Linked DNA regions of Bos taurus: region 2 is linked to region 1. The links are chromatin contacts, called in public Hi-C maps. All regions are on one chromosome and are shown on one strand. The core of a region is the stretch at or near the end of the contact, and the rest is flanking DNA. Distances in the headings are between cores, read along the strand shown.

What was found. A called contact is a pair of places that touch in the nucleus more often than the background predicts.
Region 2: a contact with region 1 is called in a Hi-C map of skeletal muscle, with 2.0 times the contacts expected there. The contact joins two enhancer-like sites. A contact is called at or near these places in 4 of 11 Hi-C or Micro-C datasets (blood, skeletal muscle, skin fibroblasts and 1 more).

Annotation. Positions count from the first base shown.
Region 1 is chr19:46,019,878-46,025,245 of ARS-UCD2.0, forward strand. All of the region lies in intron 7 of KANSL1 (KAT8 regulatory NSL complex subunit 1), which reads right to left. Among named protein-coding and RNA genes, the nearest start is that of MAPT, 69 kb to the left of the region's middle. Within about 2 kb of position 2,409, at least 17 of the 102 cell types and tissues checked have an H3K27ac peak or open chromatin away from gene starts, as enhancers often do. A contact at or near this core is called in skeletal muscle, where this site is marked.
Region 2 is chr19:46,156,285-46,161,496 of ARS-UCD2.0, forward strand. The region is part of intron 2 of KANSL1 (KAT8 regulatory NSL complex subunit 1); the gene reads right to left. Among named protein-coding and RNA genes, the nearest start is that of KANSL1, 21 kb to the right of the region's middle. Within about 2 kb of position 2,772, at least 5 of the 102 cell types and tissues checked have an H3K27ac peak or open chromatin away from gene starts, as enhancers often do. A contact at or near this core is called in skeletal muscle, where this site is marked.

The DNA of each region.
Region 1 (5,368 bases), core at 1,159-3,658:
CCTTCATAACAATTCCATGATGCATTACTATGCTCCTTTTAATGACAGAAAACAGATTTAGAAAGGTGAGTTAACTTGTCAAGGTTACACAGTTTAGTAACTAACACTGTGCAAGCTCAGCTGTGTCTGACTCTTTGAGACCCCACTGACTTCAGCCTGTCAGGCTCCTCTCAGCTCATGGCATTTTCTAGGCAAGAATACTGGACTGGGTTGCCATTTCCTCCTTTAGGGATCAGAAAGGAACAAGTAACATTCAAACTCAAGTCTGTAAAATCCTAAAACTCATACTCTTAGCCACTACACCATGAAATTATTCTTTGGCCCAAAGAATTAATGCTTAAGTGTGTTAGCTGCTCAGTCATGTGCAACTCTTTGTGATCCCATAGACTACAGCCCGCCAGGCTCCTCTGTCCATGGCACTCTCCAGGGGACCTTCCCAACCCAGGGATCAAACCTGGATCTCTTGCACTGCAGGCAAATTCTTTACCATCTGAGACACCAGGAAAACCCAGAGAATGGAGCAGTTTAATTCTGAGGTGGAATCTGATAGTTCTCAAATTATTCCCAAGGAAGTGGAGAGTATACAATATTTTTCAAAAGAGTTCTGCAGTGTAGCAAAACTTAACTCTTTCCTATAGCACAGACTATGTATTTTATGACTCTTCAAAGAATAAGACACATCTCTGGGAACAGTGCTCTTGTGAATTTTTTTCCATAATCATTCTTTCTTTTACACATTTAAAAACAAATTCACCTATCGTAACCCTTAAAATAAATGATCAATCAGCTTTCAGCCAGGCCAAGGATATCAGAGCTCACTGTACTCCTAGCCCTTAGAGCCCGCCCAAGCCCCTCAATAAAATGGCTTGATTATCCCACACCCCAAAGGTCAAATGTTAAAAAAAAAAAAAAAAAAATTTTTTTTTTTTAAATCTCCCACATAAGAATTGAGTTTAGAAGTATTAATCAAATTGAATTAAATTTAGGGGAATTTTAATTAATTAAAACTTCTTTGCTCAGAGTGGTTGGGGAAAAGGGTGTACTGGAAATAAAGCACTGTCTACAGAAATTCTGAAAGTTGGGCTGAGTTCAAAGGTATAAAGAAGGCTCAAGAAGTGGGGGAACACCTCTTCTATATCCCAGGACATCCCCTGCATCAGCAAAAGAGTTACTCTCACTTGGCAAAGGCTGGTTTTTCTTATTTGGTCTTTTTGGGGGCTGTACCACATGGCATGTGGGATCTTCTCCAACCAGGGATCGAACCCATGCCCCCTGCATTGGGAGTGTGCAGTCTTAACCACTGGACCATGAGGGAAGTCTGCATAGGCTGTTTAATGGGACCACAAAAGCATAGTGATTTTATTCCTCCCACTCTTTTATAGTGCAAATAAGCAGTCCTGGACACAGGGCCTGGTTCCATCACTGAGTAGGAGGATAGAACAAGAACAAATCACTTGGCTGGGCCTCAGCATCTTCATCTGTAAAATGAGGCAGCAAGATCTGATCAGGGCTGGAGATACCCCAGCACACATGCTCTAACTCTCTCACCTCTTCTGTCTGCTGCAGGCACAGGCTCCTGGCAGTACTCGCTGTTGTACCCCAAGACCTTAGACCTGTCTCAAATAATTAGTTAATTAATCTAATTATAAATCAATCTCACTAAGCACAAGAGAGAAAAAAATGTATGTTATTGCTAGACTAGATGACTACTGTGCCTCTCAACTCTAACACGTTTAATTAATGACTTTTCAACTAAAACTCCACTCCTAACCCTTACCCCACCCCCATTTTAAATGCTCAGAAGTAAAAACTGGCACAAGTGTAAACCATTACCTTGTGCTCTGGAGTTGGGTATTAAGCAGAATCAAGAGCAACTTCCCCTATAAAACCCACTGAATAAGCTGTTAGGGATAACTGTTTATGGGACTCAGGCTACTATACATTGCTAGAAGTTTGCTGTGTTTTAGCAGCTTTCATATAAAAGTGAAGAGAGACTCAGTTAAATTCCCCAAAATCAGTGAACAAAAATGATCTCTTAGGAACTGCTAGTCTGAGTTCCTGCTCTGAGTAATAACACCTGGGATCCACACAGAGCTACAATTCTGAAAATAGACACAGAGGACCTGAAAGTAAGCAAAGAAAGAGTTCACACCTGCATAGGCAATGGCCATTAAAGTGGTATTAACCAGGCAGGAGGGTACAGATCCTTAACCAGGTCAATGACAAGAAACATTACCTTAGTTTGCCATTTCCTCAAACAAAAAGAATACTTTAGCTTCAGGCCCGCCAGAGTCTGACATTCCATGATCCACCATTTTCTCAAGCACACTTTCTCATGGTGTTCAGTCACGCTCACTTCCTCCTCCTGCTGGTAAGCTGCAATAGCCTCATGGATACAGCTAGTTGTCTTGGCAAGCTCTCTCAAAAGAGCAGAGCTCTTCGAGGCCAGCAGGTGGTGCTCTTATTAAGCACAAACCTAAGTCAACATGCTTTTCCCCAAGGTTGCTGCTGCTGCTAAGTCGTTTCAGTTGTGTCCGACTCTGTGCGACCCCATAGACCCCATAGACGGCAGCCCACCAGGCTCCGCCGTCCCTGGGATTCTCCAGGCAAGAACACTGGAGTGGGTCGCCATTTCCTTCTCCAATGCATGAAAGTGAAAAGTGAAAGTGAAGTCGCTCAGTTGTGTCCGACTCTTTGTGACCCCATGACTGCAGCCTACCAGGCTCCTCCGTCCATGGGATTTTCCAGGCAAGAGTACTGGAGTGGGTTGCCATTATACATCCTCTATTTCAAGCTAAGCTTTAGCTGGCTTGATTACATGAGGTAATAAGGAAACAAGCTCCTGTTTCTGGAATACTGAAGGGTTGAATGAGTGAAGTCGCTCAGTCATGTCCGACTCTTTGCGACCCTATGGACAGCAGCCCACCAGGCTCCTCCGTCCACAGGATTTTCTAGTCAAGAGTACTGGAGTGGGTTGCCATTTCCTTCTCCAGGGGATCTTCCCGACCCAGGGATCTAACCCAGGTCTCCAACATGGCAGGCAGACACTTTACCTCTGAGCCACCAGAGGACTAAAGGGTTATCACACCCTAATGTCTCCACCTTCCAGCCAGGGAGCAGTTCCTAAAATGAATGGGAGTGGCTAAGGTGTGCTAAGGTGGGAGATGAACTCTAGGATTAAGAGCTACAATTGGTTCCCATCCCAACAAGTACACACACTGGCTAGGGAAGCATCAGTAAAACTACAGAAAATGAAAAGCTGGATGTCCTGCCATCTTTAAATGTATTCTAGAGAAGAACGGGGTGGCCTGGAGGTCAGCTTTGACCCACACAGTATGCTGGTTGCTAGTCTTCACTGTTACTATTATACACAAAAAGATCTGGGCAATCTCAATATTTCAGGAGACACTATTCACATCTTCATGGCCCTGGCAATCTTCCAGTTTACAAATGTGGCATTCTGTATTCTGAGTGTGGCAGTTGTCTGAATCAAGTAAAAAATCCCAATAGTCACAATATTAGACACAGTAATTAGGTCCCTGGGTTGAGTCACAGAAAGTCTACTGTATTCATAGGCAGATATGTTAATGCTCAACTTGAGAAAGTAAAAAATATATATACTATTCTTTACTTTCTCATAAAGAGAATTTAATGACCATCTCTCTTGTCCAAACTCCAATGTCATAATTAGGATATGTGTGTGTGTTTGTGTGTGTGACTGACACAAGGGAGAGAGTGGGGAAAGGCAAGAGTGGAAAAAGGGGGTAGGTGGGGAGAGAAGACAAGAGACAGGAAAAGACCACAGGGACTACAGAATGATGGAACAGGAGATGGCAGGCAGGTGTCTTGGGCATATTTAGGTGATGGGAGAGAATTCACAACTATACAAGGTAATACTGTTGGCAAAGCATGATCAACATATTTATCAGCTGATACTGATTCAACAGGCAAAAGATCTTATCAGAATCTTAATATAACTATATAGATTTCAGGCTTCTTTATTCAAATACGAGACCATGCAATTCAACACTGTAATCTTAAGAGAATAACTCAACAAATGTTCTGGAGTCGTCTTGGTGTCTCTGCCTGAAGCTGCAGCCTGGAAATGGGCAGAAATCTGACTTCTCTTAATAACCTGGCTGGGGAGAAGCATGAATTATACTGAAAAGAAGGACAGGAATCAGATTACTTGGGTTTAAATTTTGGAGACTGCTACATCAGCTATGTAGCCTGAGATAAACCACAACCTCTCTAAGCCTATTTCTTGATATGTAAAACTGAAGTAACTTTACAAGATTACTGAGAAAACCAAATGAGACAAGAAATAAGAGAAGTGCATATAAACTATAAATGCTATACAAATATTATCTTAAGTTACATGAGCCATAATCCAAATCGCAGGAGAGGGTAAAAGTCAATGACTCTGGAATCTGAAGCATAGAGGAAAATGTTTCGTGTTTTCCAGTCATTATATTCTAAAGTGTATTTACTGCTCCATCACTCCTGATCTAAACCCTTGCCTAGTTTACTGTTCATATGTTTCAAGTATTCTAAATATTTCCACTCTTAGGAGAAGTCACATGGCAGCAAGACTATTACACCATGCCCTTTCTTACAGTTGGAGGGAGTTTTAATAATAAGGCTTGGGGAAGCTAACAGATTTAGATGACCAAGAAAGAATCCAATCATTTGAAGAACAGATAAGACATCTGAGGGGATTATGGCCATCTAATAGTTTGATGAACTGTCAATTAGATGAGGGGATTTTCTAGGATAGTTCATCAGCAATGACTGCTTTTATAAATAAAGTTTTATTTAAACAGTCACACCCACCTCCTTATACATAGTCTACATACTGGTTTTGTGCTACAAAGGCAGAGCTGCCTAGTTCCAACACTGACTAAACCTAGACAGTATGATCCATAAAGCCCAATTTATGTGTCCCTTTAAGAAAAAGATAATATACCACTCATGCTAAAAACCTGATTTTCTTCACATACCACTAAGTAAATTTTACATCCAACATAATTCTCATTCCCCAGACCCCAATTTTTGTTACCTTCCTTTCAAAAACGTGTACAGACTATCTGTAAGGTGCTATGAAGGACAGAGTAAGGAGAGAAACATAGTCCCTTATCCTCAGAGAACTTAAGTATTCTGGTGGTTGGGGCCAGATGGGGAGATTATCTGCAAACCAATGAAACCAATCCAAATTATGAAAACACTGGCTTCTGTAGTCTATAGAGTAGTTTTCAACATTTTTGCTCATGAACTCCTCACCATTTGAAATGTAATTTTTCTTTATTTAGATTTTTTTTCTGGCCACACCAAGAGGCTTGTGAGATCTCAGTTCCCTAACCAGGGACTG
Region 2 (5,212 bases), core at 1,522-4,021, 140 kb after region 1:
GACAGCATTAAATGATTATATTGAACAATCCTGACATTTGCAAGACTACTGGACTTCCAGCTACATGAGACCAATGTAACAACAAACATATTACACCAATTTGCACTAGGTTGCCTATACCTAAAGTCAAAAACATAATTATAACTTTCTCATATTTTAGAGTATTTGTATTATAATGCTTTATTTATATTTTTACATAACTTCCCTCTTATATACAACTCCTTACCCATCCATTCTTTATCTATGTGTTATTTCTGCCGTGTAAAAAAGGACCATCCCTCCTCACCACCAATCTTTGTTCATTCCTCTCCTTCAATCCACCTCTAACTTATCTTCCCTTCAAGAAAACAGTAATAAAGGAATTCCCAGACTTCCCTGATGGTCCAGTGGTTAAGAATCCACCTGCCAATACAGGGGACACAGGTTCAATCCCTGCTTTGCGGAAATTCCATATGTCATCAAGCAACTAAGCCCATGCACCACAACTACTGAAGCCCAAGTGCCCCAGAGCCTGCGCACCGCAAAAACAGAAGCCACCGCAACAAGAAGCCCCTGCGCCACACTGAAGAGTATCTCCCACGCGCCACAATTAGAGAAAGCCCACGCAAAGCAACCAAGACCCGGCACAGCCAAAATTAAAATCAATTGTTTTAAAATTCAGTATTTCAAATGGCAAACTAATCTCAAAGGACAAGGGGTTATTTTGTTTTGTACTTAAAAAAAAAAAAAAAGCAATTATTAAAATAATTCAGGAGAAAGTCCTAAAGCCTAAACCATCTAGTTTCAAAAGAACAGGGAACCCCCAACACCATTTCTGTTATTTGCCATTGCATCCCAGAAACTTAGTCCAGATATCAAAGAAATGAACATATCAAACTATTTAAAATATTAAAATTATATCATGAAAGAAACATCTTTAAACTGAAAGTAGTGCATGCTCTCATGTTAATATTCAGCAAGCTAAATATTAAGTAGAAAGCCAAGATAAACTGAACCAAAACTGGGAAATTTAAAGAATTTTGGATATCAAAAGGAATTTGGAAGGCCATCTAGTTCAACCTCCAGATTTTATTATCAGAAAGCCAAGAAAAAATAGCAAGGAGACTGCCCAAAGCCAAAGCTGGAACACAGACTGGAATCCGTGCGTCAGTCTCCAATTCTCACTTTCCCCACCACATCACCTGCATTCCAGAATTATAGCTTCCCACCGGAAACATGCTACTCACCAACTGGCGAATAAGAAGTACAAACATGATGCAGGTAAGCCTGAACAATACTACCAGTTCAGTTTGACAAGTATCAAGATTTGGCCAAAGGTAAGTAAGAGAAAATCCTCACATTAATTACAATGACTATAGACCTCAAAGATTGTTTTCATTAAATGAAGGTCTCAGCTAATCCAGAATATCATATACTCTTATGTACTCAGCCCAATAGCAACAAATTTGCAGTAAGATTAAGCAACTTAAGGCATTTGAAAAACCTGTCAGTGACAAAGTATTATAAGAACGCATGCTATTCCTTACTTTCAATCCCATCTAAAAACAAGATAATTTTCTTCTTCATACTAAAGATATAGACTCTGGAATTTACACAAAGATATTATCTTACCATCTCACCACAGAAGTGATCCAATAACTCATTGAGAACAAATACTAATCATAGGCAGCCTCATGATTTAACCATGAGTAATGAGAACAGTGGCTTCCCTGGTGGCTCAGACAGTAAAGAGTCTGCCTTAGTGTGGGAGATGCAGGTTTGATCCCTGGGTCGATGCAGGGAACATCCCTTGGAGAAGGAAATGGCAATCCACTCCAGTATTCTTGCCTGGAAAATTCCATGGATGGAGGAGCCCACCAGGCTACAGTCCATGGAGTTGGGAACATTCCATGGAATGAGAATAGTAACTAAAGTCACAGGTTAACCCTGAACACACTCCTAAATCAAGTCACAGGTTAACCCTGAACACACTCCTAAATCAGGAAATAATTTATTGGGGGATATTGAGGAAGACAGTACTAAAATGCAAATGTATGCAACTGTATCACTTAAAGAAACAAGTCATGTTCTCCCAAGGCCATCAGCTATGTTAAGACTTAACAAAAGATGGATGGTTTTCTCCTCTGCAGTACCAGATTTCAAAGTGGCTACACAAACACCAATTTCTAATACATGCAGTCTAACCAGAACTTTACAAGAATATTTTAATAAAGTTTCTCAAGGAGTTAAATTAAACAAGTAAAACAAATTACTGATTAAATTAACTGATTAGTTAGGTAAATTATACTTAATTCTAATTATTTGAACTTCATCAAAGAACATTCTTAAATTCTCAAAGAATTAACCAAAGAAGTTTGTTGACCAAACATAACATAATATATATTTTAATACACTAATTTTGCACATAAGCCAACATCAAATGTAGCAATCTGCCTAGAATCTAACACATTGTATCACATAATAAATGTCAGAATGTGCCCCAAAGTTACCAAGAGATTGCCTGGCTTCTTTTCCAAATGATTCATAAAGGTAAACATGCAGAACTTCAAGGCAGCTGTGAGCAGCCAAGTTGTGGAGGGCCTGATTACAAAGTCAGAAGGAGAAAAAAAATATTCAAAGAGAAAAGGGGGCAACATGTGTACAAGGCAAAAGACATTTAAAAAAAAAAAAAAGTTTTTTTAAGTGAGTTGCTGAGTCTAAAGTTAGATGCAACTTCTGGAGTCCTGCTCTGCTGGCACAGCAAACCTAGGGATTACAGAAACAGCACACCACACCTGTTCCCTCCAACAGAGAGGCACACCATTCTTGGAAAGAAACATCACTTTTTAATTCACTGATCCTGGATGCCTGAACTGGGTTCTCAGGGGCAGTGCGGAGCCTACAGCTATGGACTAGGAAGTAACTGAAGCCACTCAATAGGCAGGAGACATATTGCTGGAGTGGTGATTTAATCAAAGACTGTTGTAAAATCAGACATACTCTTGTTAAAATAAACACAATTGTATTTATAGAGTGAAATTCTCATTTTTTCAAGACAGAGAATGAGTCCTTCAGAGAGATGCCCTTTTTGTGACAAGCTGCTCTGGACAACCCCAGACCTTGAGAGTATTTTAGAAGCACTGCTTTAGATCATTTATAGATAAATATGAATACCTAAATACAGTCCCCTTATACAGATGATGAAACCTGAAAACATCTAATGTAAAAACTGTTGTGGGTACAAAATTATAAATGAGACCATAAACTACTGAGAAAACATGACAGGAATTCAGGAAATGCTAAAGTCCCAGTTTTATCTCTCTCACTCATTTACTAAGAAATCATACATAATTTTCTTAACAGCAAACTTTTTCATTTCTGAATCAGACAAAAAGAACATAATCAGTATTTTCAGCCATATTCCAAATTAATTCTCACAATCAAATTTAGACACATTTATCTAACAAAATTTGTCTCAAATGATCTAGCTCTAACTTGAACCAGTAGAACAAAAGAAACAAAATAATGAACCTATATCTTTTGTGGTATAAAGAAGAAGAAAATCCGGGACTTCCCTGGTGGCACGGTGGATAAGACTTCGTGCCCCAGTGCAGGAGGCCTGGGCTCCAGCCCTGGTCATGGCACTAGATGCCACATGTCGCGACTAAAGATCAGTGACCTGGCTCACTGCACCAAAACCCAGTGCAGCCAAAGAAATACATTTTTTTTTAAAGAAGAAAAAAAATCCTTCTGTGTAGAGGAGGGAAAACTCACACGCCCTAGAATCTCCATGGCAACAATATCCAAATGTAATCTTGCTGGTAACATTTAGGCTAGGGCATTCAATTTTTATAACATGACAACAGTAACAGTTGTATTCCTGCCCTGAATAACTTTCTTTGATTTTTCAATAAAACTAGGTATCCCCTTCAAGTCTTATTACTAATTACCAATCATTCATAAACATTTACTGAGTGTCTACTGGATGCTAAACACTGTAATACCTCTGGAAAAAAATACTAAGTCACCATCATAAGCTATGTGCTGGCAAAAAAAAAAAAAAACAAAAAACCCTTCTATTCATTGATATTTTAAATAGTTAATAATTCAAAGCAAAGAAGTAGTAAGAGATCAACAAAATTTTAGCGCTTTATGCTTTCCATTCAACTCTCTTCTGGCCCTTTTGGGAAGCTTGTATAGACTCCTCCAGGAATGCTAAAATTAGGTGTTCTTTATGGCATAACTAGAATGAGGTAACAAAACAAGTACTCCAAAACAAAACTAAGAGAAGAGGTTAAGGGAACCAAGTAGGAGACAAAGATTCAAAGTGACAGACTTACAATCTCTATCCCAAATGTCTCAAGACAGGGAAAAAGGTCAAGAAAAATGAAAATTTGTGATCTAGTCCAATTACAGTTAATTGTCCATTTCCCTTTCATTCTCAAATGTTTGGTACTGCCCTATGGGAAGGCTTCTACATTTCTTGTAATTGCCACAAATTCAATAACTCATCATTTCTTAAACAGTCAGTATTATTATCTTCATTTAGTAATGAGGGAATTAGAATTTACTGTTGCTAAATGAATGTCCAAAATGAAGCCAAAACTGGACTTGTCTGATGGTCCAGTGGTTAAAAATTCACCTGCCAATGCAGAAGACACAAGTTTGATCCCTGGTCCAGGAAGATTCCACATGCTGTGAAACAACTAAGCCCATGAGCCACACTACTGAAGCCCTTGCTTCCCAGCACTCATGTTCCACAAGAGAAGCCACTCTCAATGAGAAGCCAGAGCATAGCACCTAGAGAGTTGTTAAGACTAGAGAAAGTCCTCTCACAGCAACAAAGACCCAAGTGAAAGTTAAAGTCGCTCAGTCGTGTTCAACTCTTTGTGACCCCATGGCCTATATATTCCATGGAATTTTCCAGACCAGAATATTGGAGTGGGTAGCCTTTCCCTTCTCCAGGGGATCATTCCAACCCAGGGATCAAATCCAGGTCTCCCACACTACACGAGGATTCTTTACCAGCTGAACCACAAGGGAAGCCCAAGAATACTGGAATGGGTAGCCTAACCCTTCCCCAGGGGATCTTCCTGACCCAGGAATCGAACCGGGGTCTCCTGCATTGCAAGTGGATTCTTTACCAATTAAGCTACCAGGGACGCTCCAACAGAGGCCCAGCACAGTCAAAATTTTTAAAATAAAATTTTTTTAATTAAGGCAAAATTATTTC